2 separate regions of the Mus musculus genome follow, and region 1 is linked to region 2. Evidence: chromatin contacts called from public HiChIP or PLAC-seq data. All regions are on one chromosome and are shown on one strand. Each heading gives the region's core, a stretch centred on a gene start, on an enhancer-like site or on the middle of the called end of the contact. The rest is flanking DNA. Distances are from core to core; before and after follow the strand shown. Region 1 has its middle 22 kb from the start of Ehf. Region 2 overlaps Slc1a2 (solute carrier family 1 (glial high affinity glutamate transporter), member 2).

Region 1 (2,700 bases), core at 15-2,514, 560 kb before region 2:
TTGGCAAACATTTGCTGGAAAGAGGCTGGAGGGAAATATTCTCAACTTCCCAGACTGGACAATGCCTGTCCAGAACCCTGCTATTGTGGTGGAAAGCGGCCACAGAGGACACACAGAGGTTGCATGCTGTTTTTGTGTCCGTATAACTTTAGGTATGGATGCTGGAATTTGAATTTTATATGGTTTTCACATTTACTAATACTAATCTTTTTTACTTTTTCCATCAATTAAAATGTAAAATATATTTTTAGCACATTAGGTGTAAAAAAAAAAATAGACAACAGCCTATATTTGGTCAGAGGGCTATAGTTTGTGGATCTCTGATTTAGAACTATAGTTCTTATTGCAATGAACCCCTTTGAGCATGCAAGGAAGGTTGCCCATTGATTCATTCATCAATCCTACAAATGTTTTTAGCTTTTCTGGGCTCCAGGGGGTTCTGGCAGTCTCTGTAGCTGCAGCTATGACCATCACAAAGACCTGTCCTCAGGGAGCTTAAACGTTATACATTAAATTCCCAAGCAAAGGGAGTCCTAATATTTTTAGTGCACAAACAGGCACCACAGGGAGTGGAGCTGGGGCATTGGTGCTGCCTTTCCAGCCTGGGAAGCTTGAGAGTGAAACATGGGAGCACGAGGAGGTTGTCCTCCAGTATAGGGGAGACAAATGAGGTAGAGAGAGAACAGCCAAGGTGAGGACCCTGAGCTGAAAAGGAGCCAAGTGGGCATGAGCCAAGGGACCCAAGTCCAGGCTGAAGTGGATGGTAACAGAGGGTCTTCTCCATCTTGATCAGGGCAAGCGAACAAACAGGAGGAAAGCAAAGCCTTTTTGAGAAAACGAGCTTCTTTGGCTCTCTTCTGTGGCTCACTGGGGTGGACCTTGCTACCAAGTGGCTGCTCTGCTCTCCACCTACAGGAGCCACCTGCAAAAGGAGCAACCCAAGATAGAAGCTACCCAAGGTCAGGGTTTACACACATCTTCCAGAATGGGTCGTGTCTTCCACACCCTGGTCATCATCTCTCAGCTCCGCCTACCCCACAAGGAACCAGCAGACCCACATCCTTGCATCCTTCCCAGCAAACCTTCTAGACCTTAGCCAGCCCCAAAGGGTGTGTGATTCCCCAGGGTTGTGCCTCAAATCCTCCTGGTCTTGCAAAGAGAACCGAGTCTGAGTCAGGTTCTCTAACCCAGTGGCCACCTGTGCTCCTGGGGAGGCTGGGAAACTTTCTGAGTGCAGTTAATCACTAACTAGCCAGAGATAAGAAAAAGAGAAAGAAACAATTGAGAAAATGCCCAACCCAGAGCTTAGCGAGTCCCTGCCCACACATGCCAGGACCTGGCATGCCAGGAAAAGCCCCAGGATCAAACCGAGGTTGTTCACTGGGGAGAAAAAAGCATGCCAGTCCCTGGAGGCTGCAGAACCTGGCTGATAGGCTGTTGGCAGCCACTGATTTGTCTCTGCTAGGACCCTTTGCTTTCAGCCAAGACTTAACCCCAAGGAGCAAACAGGGCAAGTTGTCCATGCAGCTCTGTACAGGGCTTGGAAACCTCAGATAGGTCAGTCAGCTACCTGCCTTTACTGGATTCATGCTGAAAAGAAAGACAGACAGGATACTGTTTGTAGGCTAGGCCAACATGGTAAGACGACAGACAGGCTGAGGTCAAAGGGAGTGGCCAGCCCCTCCTAGGAGGTCAGGAGAAGGGGCTGCACAGCTCATAATCCTGGTCATTGATGGAGGGTTTGGCGGTGTTAGGCAAGCCCAAGAGCTTCCTATCTATTATCCCCCAACTTTATATACTAACTTGTGTTCAAGAGAATAAGCCCTCTTTACAAGTGGAGAGTTTGCTGTCCTGTTTCAGGTCACGTTGCTGCTGACTCCCGGAGTTGGAATCCCATCTAAGTTCCCCCCTGACCTCAAAACAACAGAACGGGCTCTTTCAACTGTCTCTTTCCCATGGCCAGTGTCCAAATGCTCTCACGGGAGTGGTTTGCTTTCAGTCGGAGGCTTGAATTCTGGGGAAATCAAAATCCCAGACTTCCATCCAGGTGCTGACAGCTGTTCATGCCTTGCTATGAATGAGAGCCACTGGAAGGAAGATGCTGAGTGACAAGGAAAACTGAGAGGGCGCTGAGAGTATAGAGACAAGTTCCCTCAGCCACAGAGGAGGAGCCAACCTGTAATATCTGGATCGCAGCACAGCTCATGCCCCTGCCAGGGTTTCCCACAACATCTTACCAATCTCATACCCTCAAGGGGCTTTTAATTTATGTCTCTGGGAACTCACTGATAAGTGTCCCCCACCTCCTTGCTGATGCTATCAGCTGGACCCAGTACAGATGCTTCAATTTTTAAGTTACTGCCTGCCTTTTCAGAATATTGTAGATAACCCCCACCCCCACCCCCAAAACTTTTACAAGTGGAAGAAAAAGTACTCAATGATTGCCAGCTGGAAGCTCCCATGGTGGGAGGCAAAGGAAGCTGGCACAGCCTGAAAGTGCCCTCCTCTCCTCCTTCCCAGCAGCTGCCGCAAAGCGCCTTGTGCTATGCTGACCATGATCAAAGCCATTTTGGTCTTATGGTTTGTTAGAAGGTAGAAGTGTTTTTGAGTGCCCACTATGTGGCAAATGAGACTGGAAAAAGTACTTAATGTGTGGGAACTTATTCAAACCAGCCAGTAACCTTGAGTAGCAGGTTTAAG
Region 2 (2,740 bases), core at 237-2,736:
TCCTATGGGAACACAACTGCATTCAATTCTGGTTATGCCTCCATGAGTCTGTGGGTACCACACAGTTCTTCAGACTATGTGGCCGGAGTCTGAGTAGGTCATTGCCAATGCTTAGCATGGGAACTTGGAATAGAAAATATCCAGAACCAACTCACCAGGGGAGGCAAACAACATATTCCAAGATACATTCGGTTTCACTTGCCTGGCCATTTCTCCCAAGGCTGGAAAATGCATTATTCAGAAAGAGGGTGCCATAAAATGGTAATGGAATAAAGAAAAATTTCTCAACTTTTCTTTTCATCAACTTTTCAAGCAATATTAGGAGCATACCTGGGACCATTTTGAACTCTTTCCCCAGAGTTTAAAGTTTAATCTTGGGTTCAGGTGTCCTGTCTACATACCAAAGGGTTTCTGAGGATCACCAACTGGCAGTGACTTTTCTCATCTTCGTAGGTTATTTTACAGAAGCAATCATTTCTTCTTTTTATTTGTTAACTGTTTGTGAGTATGTATGTTGGGGTGCACATGAACATATGAGTATATATGCTGTAGAGGTCAGAGGACAATCTCTGATGCTACCTTTAGATACAATCCACCCTCTTTGAGGCAGAATTTCTCATTGGGTTAGAGCTCACCAGCTGGCAGCTGTCTGCTAGGCATCTGCCTGTTTCTTCACTCTCCATGTTAGCACTAAACACACTTGTTTCCATACCTAGTATTTTTATGTGGGTTTTGGAATCTAGCTTGTGATTGACAAGTAAGCCATATCCTGATATCCAGAGCTGTCGCTTCTGAATAGAACAGTCTTCTGAAAATAGGTCTCTCATGTGACTTTGTATGTGCTGAAACAATGAGGGTTGCCTGCTTTGTAGTTAAAACATTAAAATATTTCTAGAGCAAGCACTCCAGGCTCATGGGAGGGTTTGGCCAAGTCAGGCCATCAGTGTGGCCCAGCCTAGAATCCCAAGACTTGTAACTGAGAACAATTTGGAGGTCCCTGGAGCTCCAAGGGACTGGGATGTTTGGTGTATTTTGCTACCCCTTTCGGGTTTATTGCATGTCTACATACATACAATACAGAACATGTCTGTGCCCTTTCCTGTCACACCAGTGATCATGTCTGTGCCTGTCACACCAGTATGGAGCTGGTATATTTCATAGAACTCCATATGAGACAGCAGATACAGTGTGTAGCAGCTTTTTGAACTTAAACAATCTAAATTCAAATCCTAGCTCTACCACTTGTCAACAACATACAAAATTTGGGCAACTGTATCCTGACTTCCTCACCGGTTGAAAGGATAAATGAGGGTTTCTCTTTCATGTAGTGGCCGGCGGCATTTAGGAACCAATAAGTACATGGGCACTTAAGAGAGGTAGGGCACATTACAACCCTCAAGCCAAGTAATCTATCATTCTTATCGGGCACTTGAGGACAAGGTGAGACAGCTGTGGGAGTGAAACTTCCCTAAAGTCCCAGACAGCAAAGACTCTTCAGCCCGTCCCCAGTATTGACAGGACAGAAAGGAAGTGGGGATTCCCAGGTTCCAGTCATCCTTAGCCTTGGCTGTTTTGTTTACAATCTGGGTTGCTCTGGTCATGAGTCACTCTTACAAGCACTGTGAAAAATCTTGTTAGGAGTCAAATATTAGTAACCCCCCCCCCCTTATGGACAGTATTATCTAGAAAATTCTCAGCCTTCTCCTGGTCCCTTGACCCATTCTGCTTTGTCTGGGAGTCCACTCCCCTGGCTGGCTTCTCTCGAGGCTGGTTGCTGGAGGTTGTGCCAAGCTCTGTGTACACAACATCAAAGCAGAACCTCACAGTAACCACGCAAGGCACATAAACAGCTTCTTTCACCATGAGACAACCAGCGATTCCATGGATCAGGTAACTTAGGGTCACACAAATTCAATGTGGTCTTCTGGGATTTGAACACCCCTCTGTTTGCTTCTGCTACATGCTGGCTCTTGATGACCCTGGAAGCTCTATAACTTAATAAATATACAGAAAGTTCTTGGTCATTGTACTCCTACATGAGGGAGAAGAGAGAATTAGGATTCACACAATAGCACAGCATAAAGCTAGACTTGGCTATTTTTCCCCAAATACATTGCAGGCAGAGAACTGTGCATATGCCATGCAGGTGCCTATGTAAGCCAAACTTTCATATTTCTAAAAATTAAGGAGATTTTGGCTAAGTTTATTCAGAAGCAAAGACTTAAACATATGTAGTCAACCTTATCCTTTGCTCATGAAATTTCACAACAGTAGCATTGTTAATATGAAATAAATTACAAGTAAATGGAATTCTGTAATATCAGTGAAATACCGGTCTTGCAGTCACTGCTCTGATTCTAATCCCATTGTGCACTGGAGGGTAAGCCTGATTGCTGTCAGGGCCAAGAATGAAAGGACATAAAGCTATCATTACTTTGCCAACAGCTTCATTAAGTCAAGAGTTTTGATGAGTGGGAAGTTGGAAGTCTCATGTGATATGTGTTTGGACAAGATTCATGCTTCATACTGGAATCTGAAGCAAGTTTTCCATCCTGAGTAACTTGTGGCACTCCCTGTGTCACAGCTGCTTTCTCATTTCGTATTACAGGACCACGGTTATATTTTACTGAACGTCACTGGGTAGGAACAATTCCAATAGCTCCCATCTACTGATATGTGATATGTGTCATGTATGATGCTCCTAACCACCCCAATTCTGTGATTGCTGTTGCCATGGTAC

The links. HiChIP or PLAC-seq counts read pairs in DNA pulled down with a chosen protein or histone mark.
Region 1: a contact with region 2 is called in a FOXA1 HiChIP or PLAC-seq map of pancreatic cancer cells. The contact joins two enhancer-like sites. A contact is called at or near these places in 4 of 115 datasets of contacts at active chromatin or transcription factors (differentiating embryonic stem cells, embryonic stem cells, extraembryonic endoderm stem cells and 1 more).

The regions. Positions count from the first base shown.
Region 1 is chr2:103,324,090-103,326,789 of GRCm38.p6, reverse strand. No RefSeq gene overlaps it. Among named protein-coding and RNA genes, the nearest start is that of Ehf, 22 kb to the right of the region's middle. Within about 2 kb of position 1,264, at least 42 of the 459 cell types and tissues checked have an H3K27ac peak or open chromatin away from gene starts, as enhancers often do. A contact at or near this core is called in pancreatic cancer cells, where this site is marked.
Region 2 is chr2:102,763,862-102,766,601 of GRCm38.p6, reverse strand. The region is part of intron 8 of Slc1a2 (solute carrier family 1 (glial high affinity glutamate transporter), member 2); the gene reads right to left. Among named protein-coding and RNA genes, the nearest start is that of Gm13872, 18 kb to the right of the region's middle. Within about 2 kb of position 1,486, at least 45 of the 459 cell types and tissues checked have an H3K27ac peak or open chromatin away from gene starts, as enhancers often do. A contact at or near this core is called in pancreatic cancer cells, where this site is marked.